Regions from separate parts of the Bombyx mori genome. Here region 1 is linked to region 2. The links are chromatin contacts, called in public Hi-C maps. All regions are on one chromosome and are shown on one strand. Each heading gives the region's core, a stretch centred on a gene start, on an enhancer-like site or on the middle of the called end of the contact. The rest is flanking DNA. Distances are from core to core; before and after follow the strand shown.

Region 1 (5,511 bases), core at 2,492-4,991, 96 kb after region 2:
ATTCCATATGAAATTAGTAACATTATTGAGGCAATATTGTTTTTATGAAAATTATTTATTCATGTACCACTTTTTTATGGTTATGTTTTAACCGTAAAATGTTCTCATGTTGATACAAGTCTTCTAATTTCAAAATCTTTTTACACGCCCATGATGTAGAATTGGTATTTTTATTTATTTGACAGCTATTGTTATGAATACACAATTTTGTGAAATATTCAGTTATGAAAATAACCATTTTAGCAATCAGATTATTATTTTCTCTGCATCTGTTCATTTCTGTTTTTTATTTTTAATTAATCAATAACAAGACATAATAGAAAGTATATTAAATAAAATGAATCCTAATCATGTAGTTCCAGTGATTATTAGGAAGAACGTCGGGCGAACACTGGTACAAATTTACTACATACTTCTACCTCTGTTTAAATATACATACTAATAGATACAAATATAAACAGTACCGTCTGGTTCGATTGCAAATAGAGGTAGCGTATCAGAAGGTACGCGGTTTTAATGACTTCTAATTTTTTACATTCACGAAATGGGTTACTACAACCTTGGTACACTTTCGTTCAACGCTTCACAGTCATGAGAAATTTAGGAATCTTACTCTGATGACGCGAGTGCTAAATTTCTATCTCAAAATAGTTTCACAGTTTCCACGTAGAAAATTTATTCAGTAGCAAATACACATTTCGGATGTAATTCGTTAATGAAAACTCGAAGATGTGTGAAGTTTTATTCATTCATACCAGAAAACCGGACAGTGTTTCTAGGGTAATTCCAGCAGTTATACTGGCAGCAGGAATTTGATTAAGGTGCATTGGAAATGACTAAGGCAACAAAACAAATTGGTTAATGAAATCGCGTTTTGATCGTAAAGAACGCGCCACCCACGGAGTACGAAATTAGATGAATGACGAATCCGGTGCATGTATTGCGAGTGACTCTTGACAAATAATCGTCGTGTGAATAACAACAAATCCGCTGATTACTCTTAATCTGTTTAATGTGTCTGTGGCGGTAAATAAAATGGGATCGGACGGTTTTATTGTGCTTTACACTTCAAAACACATACTTAAATTCTTTTATTTTGAACTTAAAAATAGGTATACTGAATTTCGGCATAGAAAGGTGACTGACTGTTAATGAAATATATAGTGCACGTAAATATGGAAAGCCAAGTCGTTGTAAGTTAAAAAACCAATAAAACTACATATATTTAAAATGTTGTAAAAAGTACTAATGTATCGTTTAGGTCTTAAAGGATCAAGGAAGGACCTACGAGTAAAATGCATTGGCATTGTAAGTTGAAAATTTAACGTGCTAATAAGACGTCCACCCGGTGTGGTCGCATTTAGTGATGTGAGTTCTAAATAAATACATACCAGTACCAGCCCGTGCCTACAAATACAGGAATAACATTGTGTAAGTGTAAAGTTAATCCCGTAGAATTTAAGAATAATTTAATTTACTTATTGGCTCGCGCCTCGGGTATACGAGTCTCTCTTGAGTGTGAAGTTATCAGGTATTTTTCGGAGGGGCTCGGGCAGCTGTTAGCAAGCCTTCCCCTTTCAGCTAAGCCCTAGAGCCCGCCCATCGGTCCTTCAGGCCACCAGCTATCCTACCATAAAAACCGCAATTTTATACTCCTCCGCCAGCCATCTACATCGTTTCTGATGTTTTTTGCTGGTGATAGGGCCTTTTGTTAGCCCGCATGATTCTTTACTACGGCTCAGCCGTGACGTCATGCTTTTTGATTTGCGAATAAGATAGCCACTATTCAAATACCTACTATTGAGTATTCGTCGTCTCTTACATGGTTGGTGGTGGTTGATATACAACGCTTATAGGTGCCTCAAATTGGTGCCTAGTCATTTACCACGAAGAGCCCATCAAAAACAATAATAAATATAAGCGAGAAAGAATAGTATTAGTTACTTCACTCAGATTAGAGGTGTTTTAAGAATTAAAGATGTTTTAATTCAATAATGTCAGAATGTTTGAAATTGTGTATTATTTAATATTTCGAAAATCATTTTATCCAACAATATGTTACTCCTCATTGTATATCAGAGCACTGTAATGGAATTAGTAAGCCGACACCCCCAATCATTCGTGAAGGTCGCGCGTTGAACCTTGAATAATTACGCGGGGTGAATCTAGGGTGGTCGGATTTAAGGGCAATGACCGGTGACAAGTTTTGTTTAGAGGATGAAATGTTTACGATCATCAGTTTTTATGTGTTAGGGGGCTTGATTTGTTTATAGATCAATAGAGAACATATGAGAGAAATTTTATTTCAAAAGTTTCTACAACCAGTTTACATGTGATACGTATTAACTTTTAAAACAAATGTAATATGCTTAGTGTGTGTAATATGACATTATTATTAACAAGATATATCAATGAAACGTAATTTTGAAAGCCGTCGTCCTTTTCGTATGTTATAATTCCTTTCTCTACAAAGTTGCATCGATTCAAGCGACAAGGTCGCATTTTAGGGCCAGATTCAGTTAAATAATTAATTTTATTTATTATCGAGAATAGGTAGTCGACTACAGCGCATCGGATGTTACTATAGCGTATATTCCAAGCTTGACAAAAAATCACCAATGTGTATCGAAAAACCACGAAATTTCCGGCAGCGAACTAATATATTTATTTATGATATATCATGCACATTGGTGTACATTGGCGATATTAATGCACAACTCAATCTGTATCAACCAAGGGTAGGACTCATAAAAGAACACTGTAAATATATTGGTTGATTAAATAAAGTAAAACTTATTTCTCAAATAAAACCTAAACATATAAATTCTATACTTAGATATTTATTATATTACGATTTTTCCAGTTTATCTCTTGTTAATCATTTGTCTCTCAATTATGTTTAGAACGATCAGTGAGTGTCTTGATGTCAAGAGTTTTGTGTTGTGTGTTTTGAGTTTGTGTGAATCTAAAAACTGTTAAAAAAAAACTATTTGTACTCGAAAAGAAGAACAAACTAATCAATAACTCCACGTGAGGGAGTGAGACGGACGATGAGGAATTAAGTTGTTAGTGGAACTTATGGCTCTGTCAGAACTTATGATTGACATGCCGCCTATTCGCAACGGAGGTCAGTGACCGTACTATTAATTATTTATGAGCGAACATTCGAGGGTCGACTCTGCTACCCCTGTAATTGTAAATCCCCTGTATCAGAATTCCATGCTTATTTAACATTTAGGTATCTATAAGGTGTTGTGTTGCCGGTCATAGATTTAAATTTTTAAATATGTATATCTGCATTATTACTTGATATTTAGTTTTTGCTATATAAGGCGTATTTTAAAGTGTTTTTAGATGGCACTATAGGAGCAAAGCGCTCGCACGCTATAATATTTTAGTTATTGTTATATTAACAAAATATATGTATAAAATAAATATGCCCGTCGAGTTTCTATCGTCGTTCCTTCTCAAGACTGTGCGTGTGGTTCTTAGAGCTAGAGGTAAAGATTATTTTGATTTTCAGTACTAAAATTAGACAGATAGACTATTTCGAATTTTGGAATTAATTGAGAGAAAAAAAAAGACATTTACTTTCATAATTCACGTGAAATTATACAGTTTGTATCTTATATAGTATACAGGCCATGGCATCTCATTTTTTTCATTACTACAACCTATTCCAAGAACAAAACTATACATACACATGATAACTTCAATGTGGATGATTTCTCACGCACCATATCTCATATCCGTCGAATGATTCACGTTTTGTGTCACCATTAATTATTATTGTATCTGAATATTCAATCGCCAAAGCGAAATTAAGTTTTAAAAGTTTTCGTAATTATTACACACATAAATGTGATAATCGTTTAATTACTTAATAACGTCAACAGTATTAAGTTATACCGGATGTAATGTAACCGTTCCGAAAACGAACAGAGGTAAGTAACCGGTATGATCCCGATACGACAACATAAAAATAGTAACTTTTTATTGTACTGTACTGCACCTTAAGTATTTTGTTTTACGTTTTAGTATTTAGTGTAGTTTAGTCTAGAGTTACATTTATACAAATTTAAATATATTGCGATTTATCATTCACATCTACATTTTAGTAGATACTTTATAATATAGTCTAGGTTTTCATTTCATTTCATAACTAATTTAAAACTTTAAAATAACATCTTTTTTATTTAAAACGATACAATTTGTTTGGTTACAATTTGTTTGTGCGGTTTTTTTTTAAATCTCACTTGGCTCATTCGTTTGTCCATAGCATACATTACAAATCATACTTTAGGGTCATTAAACATTAAAAAAAAAAACGTACACACCATAACAACATTAGTAACATGAGTTGGTTTGGCTGTATGTCAATCAACTCATGAGCGAAGCAAAAAAAAAAAGTAGCGAGCCTATCATTCTTACCATCGAGACAACACGATAACAAACTATGTATTATATGAATTTAATTAATTATACAAGTTCGTTTGACTAACAGAAATCGGCAGATGAACTCTGGCGTACTTTTTTTCGGCATTTACCAAAACTATTGAGTATTCGGCATCCTTAAGCTGTAACATTTTGATGTAACAATAAACATTAGCTACTGCCCGGGTTCACAGCAACATCTATGACTAACACTCAAGATAGAAGTTGTAATAGTTAGAGAATTTGTTAGAATTTAAAAAAAAGGACTACCAAAAATTCGAAATGGCTTCTTCTGACTATAAAAATGCAACATCCTTGGGTTTCATAAATTTACGGTTCAGTCAAGGTAACCGAACTCTAAGAGTTCGACATGCAACCTAACTTAAACATCAGCCCGCTGAGTTTCTCGCCGGATCTTCTCAGCGGGCCGCGATTCCGATGCGCTAGTAGATTCATGCACGAAGCAGCTACTCTTGAGTTGTTAGGTCTCGTTTAGAGTCGCTCGGGTAGCTATTAGCAAATCCCACCCCTCCTGGCTGAGCCCTTGCTCGCCCACATGCCCTAGTATAACTGGAAAGGCTTCTAGCCAACAGTAATCTCTCAAACAAAAAAAAAAGGTTCAGTCTCACACGTTGTAACTGTTTTGATGGATTTAGTGATTATTGTACATAAGAAAATACATATATTTAGACAATATGTTTAACAATCATCTTATTACTAAAACACCTGTCGCATCTAATAATACCTGACGGGCAGTCCGCGGCGGCTGTGAAACGGCATACCAAACGAACGTTCGAATGCGGCGGAACAAACTGGTAAATAAAACGTTTAGTGCTCCTCGAATTTAGCGAACGCCCGCAAAACAAAACTGGACGGGCGCGTGCTTGTGAACAGTGCAAACTGTTTAACGCGAATTTAACTGTTACGCGATAATTAACATGTCACTACCAGGTGACGGCTTGCTTAGACGTAACGGTAATCGACTAAGGCCATTATTAATTACACAATGAATAAGTGCAGTACGTCAATTATTCTATCAATCAAAACGGTTATTCGAAACTGCCATTTCATAGACCT
Region 2 (5,607 bases), core at 2,684-5,183:
TTTTATTTCTTCAAGCCGCTCCTCACACACTCTAACATTATTTGCGCAGTTGCGTTTAACATAAGGAACAATAGACTATTAATAAAATTTATATAAAGTGACACATTTCATGAAACCCGCGTTTTGTTTAAGAACTGAACAAATTCTTTGTTTTTTGTATTAGTAAAGGTAAACAACATAACATTGTTTTGATTCATGGCACTTTTTTGCTGGAACAATTTACAAAATAGCAATTATTATGTATGAGGTATTTATTATTTCAGGAAATTTGGCGTTACAATCAAAGTCCACATCACCGTAAGCGGTTATGTAATAATCACCGTTGAAATATGTGGTACGCTTCACTGTGTTTGCAATGAACTTTTAATGCTTACTCGAAAAATGGACGTAACAGTTTTCGTGGGTAGATTTTTTTACTTTATTTTTATTATTATTCTAACGAATTCTCGGGACGGTCCGAAAAGTTATGTTCAGTATTTTTATTAATGTAACGTTAACTAGTAATTATCGTTTTTGTCAATCACCAGATTCCTATTCTATTCTATAGCAGCAACAAAATTACTATAAGTCGCGATCGATCCCTGCCTATTTTACTGGTGGTAGGACCTCTTGTGAGTCCGCGCGGGTAGGTACCACCACCCTGTATATTTCTGCCGTGAAGCAGTACTACTCCAGACTCCGCATAGACACTGCAGAATTAAATTGGTACAACAGAAAGTAATATAGTTTTTGATCTCTCTTCTTCATCGTTCCCTCACTGCCGAAGATCGCGACCATATGTTACTTTCCACAATAGTGTTCAATCATGGGTGGCATGGACCGCATGGTACAGACTACCACCAACCGCTTTCTTAACCAGATCCGACCATCTGGTTGGTTTTCTGTACATTTTGATACCTTCGCCTAAACAGTTTTGTCCGTAGCGCAGTAGCCGACGAACGCTGGAAAACATTGGCGAGATCGTTTTGTGCTAGGCATTTCCATTAAACGACTTGTCGTTGCCGAGTGTTGTGGCATCGATGCTCGGCGACGACGAGTCGTGGAAGGCGATGCTCGACTTCTGCGAGTGCACCATCTCGCAGAAGGAGGCGGCAGGGCGCGTGAGAGACGCACAATCCCGCCGCCGTCGAGCGGGGGCCAGGGAGGCGGATCTCGCCCAAACCCTGGCCCTCTAAGTGTTTCGGGTCCCCCCTCACATGTCGGTCTGGGGACCGGCGAGGGGGGCCTAAGAAGACGACGTGCAAGCTGCTCTGCACGCGTTTTACGCAAGAGCATCCGGGTGATGGAAGGCCGGCTATCCTCGACCCACGCTGGTTCTGACCCAGCGGGGTATTCCGTAGGATAGCTCACTCTAACCGGCGCCATATAGGCGGGCTCCGGATAGCCTGCCGACCGAGAGGGCTGGTGGTCGTGGCGCCGACGACCGCCAGTCCGGCGTCCCGAGGGGGAGGGTGATGGGAGAGATGTGCTCCGCACTAAACGCTTCACTTTCCCCCCTTTGCCTCTTCATGAGTTCTGTCTCATGCGAGGTTTGGACGTTGGTTGTTGAGCGACAGGAGGTTTTAGTCAGTTCGACTCTGACATGCTCCGCCCTTTATCCCCAGTGGAGGGCGGAAGTCCGGCGATTTCCTCCTGACCAAAAAAAAAAAGGCATTTCCATTGCAAAAGCATCCTTCAGCCCATTCACTAGCGTTTGGAATTGAACGAGACAGAAAACATTACAGCTTAGGCGTGCAATATGCTCACGGGAACCAGTCGAATCGCAATGTATTTTATTTATTTTTTGTAATAAATAAATAAATAAATATTTACTAACAATCACGCCACGTTAACTGGTCCCGTGATAAGTTCGTAAAGAACTTGTGTTACAGGTACCAGATAACGGATATAAATGTAAGATTTTTATTATACACATACATATATTTAATATACATCCATAACCCTGGAAAAGACATTTATATTTATCATACAAATATCTTCCCTTGGCGTGACTCGAACCCGCGACCCCCTTGTGTAGTGACCATGTCACTTACCACTACATTAGACGGCCGTTATTTCATTATATTATCATGTTATCAAGTACTTACTGCCTTTGAACATTTTTACGATCTCAAGAAACGTAATTAATCCATAAAACATCGATCGTGTAAACATTACACATTGACGTACTAAGTTCATAATAAGAGCGATAAAGTTTCAAAAAAACAAGAGAAAATTAGTGAGAGTCGTACGTACCGTGTAATCTTAGTCCGGAGGTTGACCCGAGGTGGAATGAATCGCTCACTCGGTATTGTATATATATGATATCATCGGCACAATGTATTTTGTTAGAGACCATATAACAGGCTGTCCGTAAACTTGTAACTTGAGAATAACGAGGAAACGCACGGAAAATTTGTGTCGTAATTTTGTGTTATATGCATGATCACGTTTCAATAGATTTAGTAAACTTTCTAATTTTCGATTACTCTACAAACAAAATCATTAACTGAATATTTTGATTGAACACAAAAAATAATTTGAAATCTGTTTTAAAATAAGGCTATTCTTACATGTTAAGACAGTAAACGCATTATACTTAATGATGACGTCAGTTTTCACGTGTGCCTTCCAAATTTAAAACTTAGCACGCTCTATATTTACGTCACGGATCATGTCTCCTCCATCGCTACTCAATGAGTTCAGAACTCAAATTTTTACAATCCGCGTCTATCTTTCAGCCCACAAATGTTCACAGTTGGACATAGGTCTCCCCCAAGCCTCGCCACAACGAGCGGTCCTGACTGCATCCAATGGCTTCTCGCGACCCTCAACGGGTCGTCAGTCAACCTTGTGGAAGGCCTACCCACGCTACCTTTACAATACTCGTACATAGGATTAATTTCATTCTCATGATATGACATCGTGTCATTTTGAATGTTTATTCGTAATGCAGAGAGATTAATCTAGAAATACAGTACACTAACAAGAGATGGTTGGACGTATGTACATATGTCACTAATAACTTATGCGCTATCGAATTTAAGCGCGTGAGTTACATATTTTTTATTGTTCTAGACGGGTCACCTTATGTCAAAAACTTTTGGTAAAAACAACGTTATCTATTTAAATTTTCATTGTACAAAACAAACAAACAAATTGATATGGTTCAGACATAATTTGCATGTCTTATTACTTTATTAAGGCATTTCGCTGTTTCATTGTAATTCTTTTTTTTTATGATTGAAGATTTACTGTTGGCCCGGAGGTCTTTCCAGTTGGACCAGTGGTCTCATCACTGATAGCGATTTCTTAAAGTGACTAATTATGGATATATTTTTAGAGAGACGATGATCCTATATTTACATATATAGAACGAGTCGCCACCCTGACGGTAACTCTCCCTGGGAATGCTATTGTTGGTATACAAAAGAAGTCTGTTAAAAAATCCATTTACGGATACTCGGTCGAGGGGGGGGTAACGGACCGAGTTATGTCGAACTCCGGCGCCTCCAGAGAGAAAGAGGGAAACGAGGAGGGCTAAGGTTCCTCCACCTCCCCCAATTCCTCGCAGGAGACCACGTCTCTGAGAAAGGCGTACGAGGCGCTCGTCCGGAATAACCAACTACCGACTAAGCCCCATCGAGCCTCACCACACCGGCTACAGCAGACCTACGGTACCGCAGTACGCGCCAAAAGTCCGCCTTCGCCTGTACCCGTCCGGATGATACGACGGGATTTCATCTCTGGGAATATCCCTTAATATAATACCCTAGATACACAATCATGCGTTTTGTACAAAGTGAATTTAATTCAAAAAACCTAGTATTAGCAATAAATCTCTCAACAAATTGGAAGTAACGAGAACCGAACACAAACACATTAACGCAATAGTACATACATACTCGTTCAACTAGCTCTTATCTTGAACGTGTATGCTGTCAAATGTCTGCTAAAAGTAAACAGAAACCAGGCGTGTTTACTTCAAGAGATAAGAAGCAGTGCGATGTGACTGCGAACTATAAGCAAATCCTGAGAATAATACAAAAAAAAAAAAAGTAAACATGTTTACAAGATATATCTTGCAGTGTAGTTTTCAGGTAACTACGATGTGCGATAATGGCCAAAGGAATAATCAATAGATAATTTATTATTTTGAGTACGCTGTCGGCGTTTCCTTATCACCAAGGTCGTTTATACTAATATCATGTTAGCGCTGAAAAACACAGGTGATATAAACGTAAACATCAGATTACTTATTCAGACTAAAGCAGACAAACAACCAGAGATTATGTTTGAACACAACAAGCAAAATTTATTTATTTTGATAAAAAATCTCGTCTACACGATTATGAACAAGGAAATGTTTCACACGTAACCGAAACGAATTAACGATAAGACTAGAACGTTCGTTTGTAATTGCGAAGTAATATCGATAGGGCTGTGACAGCTTCATTAAGGGCTGCAGGTTGCACGAAGAGAACTCGACTAACGTTTCCTGAATTCGTGATTTGATATCGATCTGGCGCGTGCGCTGGCGGAGTTACTTCCAACTTTAAATTATCCCAACGCTCATTGCAGTCGTTTGAAATTCGAGGAACCGAATCGTGTGACCTCCTGTCCGTATAGAGACCGTGTTTTCTGTTGTTTGTGTTCGTGGACAGGACTATCAGAGCACGTGTCTCCAGACGCACGCTTTCCTTCCGTGTCTATTCTAAGAACCGGTCCCGTGGGGCCGCACTGGTCCGATGCTAATCACGTTTGCGTAGTGTGCATTCGTATGCTGTCACGCTACAGGAAAATAAATTTTTCACACACACGCAACGTTCTTCAAATACGAGCCACACGTCTGAATATAATACTTGCTAATGACATCTCGAAAACACGACGAAAACAACATAAACGGTATACCGTTCAGAGCGACGCGACGCGACGTTACAAAACCGTGGAAACATCAATCATTGCGGTGGAACCATAAAAAAAAAACCTATATACAACGTAAACGTTTGTGTAGTAGAATCAAACAAATTTATGTTTGAACAGATGCTAGAAATCGGGTCAGTGGTGCGTGAGCTATGTCCGACTCGCACCAATATGACGGCTACGCGTAAACATAACTACTATTCGTGGTGACGTAACGCCCGACGGAGGCCTTACGAAACACGACCGAACCAGAGTACCTTAGGATCCCAAATAATATACAAACTACAGGTGTACGTACATCGCGGCTCACATAAGATTGCGAGCTTCAAGGTGGACCGGTTCACGGACTGGTCCCACGACGTTTGCTCGATTCTTTAGCCACTAACATTTCATACATTATTAATAAACGTAAAATAGGTAACATTTTGTTGTTTACGATCGGAGAGACTTCAATGACAATGCGGAGGAGGAGTATAAATATTCATTAGGACAGTTGTTTTTATAACTTGAAGAAGCCAACGATTATGTAATGAATACTCGTTATATGTCATATTGAAATTATTACGACAATGCTAACTAACTACCTACGTGTCTTTTTATCGTATTTTCGATTGCAAAATTAATATAATAATACTTAAAACGTCGAGAAACATTGTATAACGATTAATAATTTTAAATTCAAAATTATTTATTAAAATATAAATT

What was found. Hi-C and Micro-C count contacts between places; a contact is called where the count stands out from the background.
Region 1: a contact with region 2 is called in a Hi-C map of whole pupa, with 2.3 times the contacts expected there. The contact joins two enhancer-like sites. A contact is called at or near these places in 3 of 7 Hi-C or Micro-C datasets (an unstated tissue and whole pupa).

Annotation. Positions count from the first base shown.
Region 1 is chr5:3,682,145-3,687,655 of ASM3026992v2, forward strand. All of the region lies in intron 2 of LOC101742811 (protein bunched, class 2/F/G isoform), which reads right to left. Among protein-coding and RNA genes, the nearest start is that of TRNAK-UUU, 18 kb to the right of the region's middle. Within about 2 kb of position 3,742, at least 4 of the 8 cell types and tissues checked have open chromatin away from gene starts, as enhancers often do.
Region 2 is chr5:3,585,883-3,591,489 of ASM3026992v2, forward strand. All of the region lies in intron 4 of LOC101742811 (protein bunched, class 2/F/G isoform), which reads right to left. Among protein-coding and RNA genes, the nearest start is that of LOC101740983, 14 kb to the left of the region's middle. Within about 2 kb of position 3,934, at least 6 of the 8 cell types and tissues checked have open chromatin away from gene starts, as enhancers often do.